3 separate regions of the Oryctolagus cuniculus genome follow, and all the other regions are linked to region 3. The links are chromatin contacts, called in public Hi-C and Micro-C maps. All regions are on one chromosome and are shown on one strand. The core of a region is the stretch at or near the end of the contact, and the rest is flanking DNA. Distances in the headings are between cores, read along the strand shown. Region 1 overlaps LOC103350930 (a long non-coding RNA gene). Region 2 overlaps LOC103350930 (a long non-coding RNA gene). Region 3 has its middle 120 kb from the start of IRF2BP2.

Region 1 (2,700 bases), core at 9-2,508, 330 kb before region 3:
GGGGGGGGTTATATTCTGGGTGTTTTGGGGGCCTCCATCATTCCGGCAGATAATCTGCAGGAGAAGGAAAGGCCATGAAAACCTGATAAGACTTTGGGCCTCTGAAAGAGAAAGAAGTGCCTGGAATCCTTCTGGCCACGTGACTTGTTTTCCAGAAGAAAGAAGAAAACAGCAGTGGGGAGAGAGCTGAGAGGAGGCAGTGGGAGAAGGTGCAGGGGAGGAATGGCAGGAATGTGCAGAGAGGCAGGAAGCAGGGTCTCTGGCCCAGGAATCTTGGCATTAAGTTGCAGGGCTGAGAGGCAGTCTGTTCTTGGCTTCCCAGCTGCCACTGTGTCAAAATCCCCCTCGCCCGGGTCAAGGGTGGGTGGTGGCTTGGTCAGGAGGGACCCTTGCGGTAATCTACTTACTTGGGCCTCTGGGTTCCCCGTTCTTGAGGCCACTTCCTCTTCCCCGAGAGACAAGTGGGGAGCAGGCTCAGGAGACGCAAGCTAGGGAAGAGGACAGGCCCAGCTGCCCCCAGACCTCAGCTCCCAAAGCACCACCCACCGCCCCCACCAGCTGCCCCTGGACTCCAGAGAGAGGAAGGAGAAAATGCCGCTGCTTGGGAGGAATTTGCTGAAAGAAAAGCATTTCCCCAAACAATGACCAGGAAATATTGTCTTGACTGATACTCCTGACGTGTGCTGACCTCCTGGCAGAGTTATTCCAAGGCTCTGGTGCTATACAAGGCTGATGGGGCAGCTCCCAGAGCCGGAGGGGCTCACCCTGCCCAGGCCGTCCGAGGCCTCTTGCTTGAGAGGTGTTAGGGGCTCTCTGCATAGACCTCGGTTTGGCCAACCCTGACCTTGAGCAGGGGCCCAGGCCGGCCTGCACAGCTTGCTTGCAGGTGGGAGGCCATTCTCTGCTGACTCAGGCCCAGACTGGGGCAGGTGCATGCCTTCAACCCCATGAGTAATACCTGGCTTTTCATCTTCAAAGGGCCTTCCCAAGATTAGCCAATTAGTCACCCCCAGGGGAGCTACAAAGCAGGTTATTATTGTCTTCATTAATCCCAGTAGTGGGGGAGGGGGTAAAGGGAGTCCCCACCCCAGGCCAGTGAGAAAACCTGCAGCAAGGGAGTGAGGATTTGGGTGCAGGAGCTGAGGACAGCTGCTGAGGAGTCCCTGAGTTGTTGGAGGTGGGCAGTGATGAACCCACAGCCTTAAAGAGAGACGCCACTGGAGAGGGCACCTTGCTGAACCCAGGGCCAGTGGATGGAAAGGCAGGTTGTCAGGAACCCACCCGTGGGGGCTTTTGGAAAAGCCGCTGGGCATGCTCACGCCACCCTGCCCCTCTGAGCCATCCAGTTTTTGTCAAACGAATCTTGGAACACTTTCCTTTCTGTGTCTGTGTGAGGATTTTGAACATGGTAACAACACATGACTCAAGCACCTTGCAAATCAGAAGTGTGATAATGAAAACTTAGAACATTCATCCAGGTCTCTTTGAGCCACCGGCTTGTTCCTGTTCAGATGCAGGTTGCAGACAGCGAGTTTTGAAGGTAAGTCTGCATCCTGGTGACACAGTGAGAACTGAAGCACCTTCTGGAAGCCAGACAGCAGAGCAAGCCTTTCAGTCAACCCTGTCTGCAGCTGCTTTTTATAAACTTGGCATAAATATGTGCTTGGGAACGCCAGGACAGTGTATCTGGAAAATATTTTCTACCATTTGAAAACACACACACACACACACACACGTACACACACATACAGAAAGAAAGAAAAAAAAAAAAGAACCCAACAGAAATTGTGCATAATACAGAGTGGCTTCATTTGTGGTTTTTTTCCATTACTTCCTCAGTTCATTTTTCTGCTGCCAATTTTAGAAGGCCATAAGTCATAGTTGTTGTTAAACGTTGTCAGTTAAAATGTAGCTCTAAGAACAAAGTCATATGATAGGCTGAAGTCACAGAGCCTCTGGGGAGGATTCTAAGGCACCGTGTTTGTGTGCTCTGTGCCGTCTGCGAAGTCCAGGCTCGGGTGTCTCCCGGTGTTTCTTGGTATGTGTTACAAGGCAGTCCTGACTGTCACTGGGCCCTGGGCTTGTCATTTTTGCCGCAGCTCCCAAGGGCCACCTACCAGAGGGCAGGAGAGGTGCTGAGTCAAACTGTCAATCCGCATTTTCTCTGTGTGACCCAGGAATGGAATGTGGCCTCATTAAGGGCGATTTGCTAAGAGTTCCATACTTTTATTGCTCCTAGAAATGACTGGGCCCACTTTCTCATTTACACTGACTGTGCAGAATAAGAAATGAAGAGGCCAAAAGGGAGTAAACCGGCTGTGTTTGAGGCTGGAGTGGCTCCGCTTCCTCACTGACCGTGCTGGGTAGAACTGAAAAGCCAGGGATGACAACCGCGCGGCCGGAGCTTCTGTGCCTCGGGGCGTCCAGCAGGCCGCCCTGTTTGATTTGCCTGCTAGACTGGGAGGCTTTAGACGTCAGGGTCTTGTGTTTCTCCCAAGCTGTTCTAGAGCTAAGGCCAAGGCCAAAACCCAACCAGCCAGTGGGCACCGAGAAACGCTTGTGCTTACAACCAGCATGAAAGGCAAAACCCCAGCAGCCCCCTGAGAGCAAGGTCAGCCCTCAGCCTGGTGAGGAGGTGGGGCGGGGGGTATCTCCAGACACTTTCCTGGGCCCTCCTTTGGCCTGCTCTTCACTTCGCCA
Region 2 (2,700 bases), core at 143-2,642, 260 kb before region 3:
TACTCGAGACCCTGCCACCCGTATGGGAGACCTAGATGGATTTCCTGGCTCCTGCCTTCAACCTGGCTGAGCCTTTGCTGTTGTGGGCATTTGGAGAGTGAGCCAGCAGATGGAAGATTTTTCTCTCTCTCTCTGCCTCTCCTCTGTCACTGTCACTCTGTCTCTCAAATACATACATACATAAATTTCCTTCCTTTTTAAGGCTGAATAATATTCAGCCTATGTCATACTTTGTTAATCCATTCATCCTTGCATCTATTCATCTACTTACCTGCTAGGCCTTTAGGTCGAATTCACCTTTGGCCGTTACTGAATAATGTTGCTGTGAACATGGGGTGGATTTTGTATGATGGTTCCATGTAAGTGCATTCCCTCATCCTCCTCAGCTTTCTTAGTCCAGTGGCTTCATTCATCCAAAGTTACAAGAATCCTAGAAGGATCAAGGCTGTTGCTCTTGCCTTCGCTGCTAACTGTTCTTGAACACAGGCAAACACTTCCAGGAGGGCTTTGTGGAGGGAGTTAAACATTAGATAATTTAAGGTATGATGGCTTTGGAGCTAAGCCTCCTTTTTCCCCCTTCTGGTGGATCATCTGTTTTATCTCCACTTGACTTTTTAAAAATGCTGGAACTGTTTTTTGATTGAATACGAAGGCTTTTTCCCCCCTTTGACGTTTATACGACTGAAGGTGGAAAAATAAGACCTTTGCTTATTAACAAAATGAATCAATCTCTTTCCCCCATGGGAACTTGAAAACAATTTAGAGGATAGAGTAAACTTCAGATTTTCCTCTGATCTGAATTGGGTTGACCTTTCCTCGAGGTAAGATTTAAGGGAGGCCTAGCGGGGCTCCACGGAACATGAGGTCATGGCAGGTGCTGCTGGCTTGCACTCGGGCCGGAAGCACCCTGATGTCGCCCACGCTGTACAGCCGTCTCTGGCACCTCCAGAGAGGGGACGTGGAGGCTGAGCGAGGAGCTTGTCCTAGCAAAGGTCACCCGGGGAGACAGTGGCCGAGAGAAAATAGTGCTGACCTCCGAGCCTGTAACCAGACCCCCACGGTGGGCCGGTGCTCCAGAACTCATCGAGGGCAGTGGGGGACTCACAGTTCGGGATTCTTTCTTCCCTTTTACTTTGCCAAATGTGTTGGGGGGAAATTCCCCGTAAGATGGCGGCGCAAGGTTAACCCCTCCTTTGTCTGATCGTTTTGCATGTTCCCCCTTTGGAGGTTGTGGGCTGGAGTTTCCAGCCAGCTTGTTTGAGCACCGCTACCCATGGCGACCGTGGCTCAGTTGTTTGTGCCTTGGTGTCTGTGGAAGTCTGACTCCATGGTCCTGCCCCGCATCTGGCACTTGCCTGGGAGTGGGAAGTCCAGAATAAACAAAGCAAAGAGACTGTGTTGGAAGCAGGACTGTAGGACTGAGAAGATACTTAGAAAAGTGGCCTCAGGCCAGCCCTGCTCTGTCCAAATATGCCAGGAATGCAGGGCCCAGAGGAAGGGGACAAACAGTAGAAAGGAAAAAGAACAGGGCATACTCCTGGATAGAAGTGTGGTCAAAACAAAGCAGAAAAAAACTCCTAGCTCCAATTAAAAGTGGATCCAGAAGCTTCAGGACTCAATGGTGATCAAGACTCACATTCACGACGAGCGGGCATCTCCAAAGCCAGCACCCCATTTTCAGGAGAGGAAGCAACTCTGAGAGCCCTGGGAGAAAGGCTTTGTTTCAGCACACGCAGCGTGTGAGCCGGGCTGGGCAGGCAGACTGCTTGTCCTCAGTGGCCACGCGGGCTAAGGACTCCTTGGGGCTGGGATTCAGCCTGGGCGCCCTGGAGAGGGAGAATCACAACAAAGGACAAAAGGTCAAAGGGTCTATGAGTGGGGGAGGAAAACACAATAAAAACAGGAAGTGGCCGGCTCAGGGATTTTCCATGAGAAGTCTGGGAAACTCGTCCTGATAGAAAGAGAAAAAGGAACCCTCGGGAAGCCTTGGAGATGTGAAATGGGCCTGAGCAGGAGCCAGCTGGATGGAGGGGGCAGAGGCATCTGGCCGCCCAGGGCGCCCCCACCCCACAGCGTGGCCCAAGACCTCCCAGCCTCCCTTCTCTGGCACTTGTTGTCTGTCTTCCTCGGAGAGGTGTGTGTTCTTGTGAAAAGGGGTCTAAACCAACCCAAAGAACACACTCCCAACTCTAAGCTGTTATCCACAGATGATATTTCTAGTGTACACGGATAGCTTGTATTGAGAACTTAGTCACACAAGTGGAAACGCTTTCGTTTCACCTGCTTTCACTTTGGGGACTGATTCAGTCCTTTTGCTGCTGGAATTTGGAAGGGGTGAGGTCAGAGGGACACTGCCTGGCCTCTCTCCACCCCTCTCCGAATCAGGGCAGAGAGAGACTCCCAGCAAGGTAGCCGGTGAGGATTGGTTGGGATCCCAGGACAGCTAGGGCTGAGCAAGAGCAGAGGACTGCCGTCCTGGGCCCCAGGCCCTGTGCTCTGGGCAGAAGCCAGCCCTCCTCAGAGCCCGGGGCACTCAGGGTAGATAGGAGGTGCTCAGTGTAGACTTGTTGACTTGAATTGAAGAGGTTCTAGGCTCACAACAGGAGGGAAAAACAGTTCTTCCTAAACTGCTTTCTGTCTTGAGATTTTCTTGTAGGATGAATGTGCCAGCAGGTTTTGAACAGCCTATATGCAAATGAG
Region 3 (2,700 bases), core at 3-2,502:
AGGGCCCATGTGAAGCGAACCCCTAGCCAGCGGGTTTGACAGGAAGGTGGCCACAGGCCCTGTGAAAGCAGCCCCTGCCTATGCCTGGCCGTTGTGTGTAACACAAGCGTCCAGGAGACGGCCGAGTCTGCCTGCTGCAGCACTTTCTAGAATCAGAGGAGGCCCTTCTGGGAACTCTGCTGAACGGGAGGGTGAGGAGTATCTGATGTTGCGGTGGGGGAACGCTGACGAAGGAGGCTCCACTTCTGAGTAGTAACCTTTGCCTCGGACCCCCGCCAACCTTCCGCTTGGAGCTGTGCCTCCGTCACGACTTGTCACCTCCCGGGAGATGTTCCACTTTCCAAGCAGGTGAAAAATGAACCCGGTTAAAAATAGGAGACTGGGCTCTTCGCAGAGTCCCCTTGTAAAGAGACACTACAGAGGGTGTCTCCCAATGGGCAAAAGGAAGGCCCCTGCCCCCTGGCTTCCTTCAGCCTCCCTTGGCACCCGGAACCACCGCACGGCCTGGAACCCAAGACCAGCACCCCGCTGTGCTCCGGCAGCAGGCAGAGCCTGGGCAGCTTCACCCTGGCCGCCAGGGGCCACCGTGTCCGTCCCCGTGCCCTTCCGGCCCGTTCTCCTCCCTTTAAGGCGCTATGAACCCGGCTTGCTTTCTGGAGCCTTCTCCAACCGTGGACACGTTCCCAGTGGAAATCATGACATTTTCCGTTTCACATTACGCACTCCACAATGCCTCAGGAAGAAAGAGGGAGAAGGAAAACAAGGCCTGGGAGCCAGCCTCTCGCCGCCGGCGCAGCCAGGGCCGGGCTACGCTGGGCCGCGCTCTGTTGATCCCTGAGCTGGGCAGCTAGCGCATCCGCCCGCCCGCCCGCCCGCCGGCCCCGGCTGCGCAGCCGGGACCCCACGCCCAGGTTAACTGCTCTTCTCTCTGCTCATGTGGCACATCTGGAGAAAGGCGTGCCTCTCTCCACTTTGTTGTGTTTTTTTTTTTTTTTTTTAAACTTTACTTTCGACTGCCATGGTAACGGCTGCATGTTTGGCAAAGGGAAAGAGGAAAAAAAAAAAAAAGCTCAGAGAGAAGAAAAGGAGCTCTCAGCGCGGGGCTGGCGGCCGGCCAGGGTAATCATGCCGCAGAGCTGAAATGAGGCCTCTGGCCGGCAGCCAAGTTACAAAGAACAAAGCTGTCAGTTCCCAATGTTGGCGGCAAAGCTTGTTTGGCACCCTTATATGGTTTCCCAGAACTCCCTGCCTTGGCCGCCGTCCATTCCCTTCAGGGCAGCAAACAGGATTAGCACAGCTCCCAGTTGTTTTTCTTCTCTCTCCTCCGACTGTTCCAATGACATCATCCTGCTGCATTCAGTTGCCAGCAGGGTGGGTTTCTCTCTCCTTCCCTCCCTCCATGTCCTCTCTCTCTCTCTCCTTCACACACACACACACACACACACACACACACCTCCACACCCACTCACTTCCTGTAGCCGCCCCCTCGACTCTGACTTTCTTTAAATGCAATGTTTTAGGTCATTCTTCTCGTCCAGCTTCTCCACAAAATTAAAAACACCCCGGTGCTTGCACATTTAGCTGAATCAAGCCAGACGCTGTATTTTATTTTTATAACTGAATTCCTGTGAGATAAAAATCTCATTTTCCTTCGGAGGCGGTAATCAGCACTCGTAGGGATGTGGTTTCCAACTGCCCCATCTCGTGCTTCCTTATGAAGCTCCGCTGAGAAATGAACTTGGCTCCCGTTCAGGTTTAAAGGGCCCGCGGCCTCTCTCTCTCTCTCTCTCACACACACACACACACACACACACACACACACGTCACATAGGATATGCACACAGAGACCATTATCCATGCACCCACACGGGTACACACCCAGGCCACATAGCATATGCACAGTCTATTGTCTGTGCACGCATGCCCTTAACCAGGGACATGCCCACAGCTGCAAACACAAAAGGCATAAAGATACCCACTGCGACACACAGACACACAATCAGGACGCAGTGCCACTCTGTCCCTTTCCAGAAGGGAAAGAGGTGAATAAGGAGAAGCCAAAAGCTGCTTCCGAAAAGACTGGTTTAAACTAGCAGGCAGGCGAGTGTTATGCAACTCATGGCTGGGTTCATGAAAGGAATCGAGGTTTGCCGACTGCACAAATGTTCCCCCGCCCCCGCTCCAAGCCCCCCCCCCCCCACTCTGATTCATGAACTAGTTTTCAGATTCATGAATCACTCGGGAGCCAGCAAGAGAAAAATGAGTAGTATTGATCTCATTTCAATTGAAATGGGCTCATTAGGGCCACAGTGGCCGGGGGCAGCTTCCACCATCGCCAGCATCTGGGGGTCTGGCGGCAGGTGCTCCACCTGCAGGTGGGGTGGCAATCCTTATGCGAAGCCTCTCTCTGCAGAGGGTGCCCTTCTGCTTATTGAATGGGCACCATCCACTCTCCTGGGACAAGAACACTGTCCTCATTGGCTGCTTCAGCTGTCCTCTTAGCATTCTCCATTCGCTTGTTTATTTTTCACTTCTCATGGAGTCTTTCAAGGGACATCTTGGTACAAATGCTTATTGGATTTCCGATGGCGTCTCAAGGACTTATGTGAAGGAGAAATGCACCTTCGGAGTCAACTAGGATGTCTTGGCGTTGGTTTAAGGCAAGCAGGTGACTGTTCATTTTTCTTACTCTTTGCAGCC

Evidence for each region. A called contact is a pair of places that touch in the nucleus more often than the background predicts.
Region 1: a contact with region 3 is called in a Micro-C map of ear pinna, with 7 times the contacts expected there. The contact joins two enhancer-like sites. A contact is called at or near these places in 5 of 6 Hi-C or Micro-C datasets (ear pinna, embryonic fibroblasts, psoas muscle and 2 more).
Region 2: a Hi-C map of embryonic fibroblasts shows a contact between it and region 3, with 6 times the contacts expected there. The contact joins two enhancer-like sites. A contact is called at or near these places in 5 of 6 Hi-C or Micro-C datasets (ear pinna, embryonic fibroblasts, psoas muscle and 2 more).

What each region holds. Positions count from the first base shown.
Region 1 is chr13:54,352,724-54,355,423 of mOryCun1.1, reverse strand. The region is part of intron 1 of LOC103350930 (a long non-coding RNA gene); the gene reads left to right. Among named protein-coding and RNA genes, the nearest start is that of TOMM20, 45 kb to the left of the region's middle. Within about 2 kb of position 1,258, at least 4 of the 8 cell types and tissues checked have an H3K27ac peak or open chromatin away from gene starts, as enhancers often do. A contact at or near this core is called in ear pinna, where this site is marked.
Region 2 is chr13:54,283,568-54,286,267 of mOryCun1.1, reverse strand. The region is part of intron 1 of LOC103350930 (a long non-coding RNA gene); the gene reads left to right. Among named protein-coding and RNA genes, the nearest start is that of TOMM20, 110 kb to the left of the region's middle. Within about 2 kb of position 1,392, at least 4 of the 8 cell types and tissues checked have an H3K27ac peak or open chromatin away from gene starts, as enhancers often do. A contact at or near this core is called in ear pinna, where this site is marked.
Region 3 is chr13:54,023,478-54,026,177 of mOryCun1.1, reverse strand. No RefSeq gene overlaps it. Among named protein-coding and RNA genes, the nearest start is that of IRF2BP2, 120 kb to the right of the region's middle. Within about 2 kb of position 1,252, at least 8 of the 8 cell types and tissues checked have an H3K27ac peak or open chromatin away from gene starts, as enhancers often do. A contact at or near this core is called in ear pinna, where this site is marked.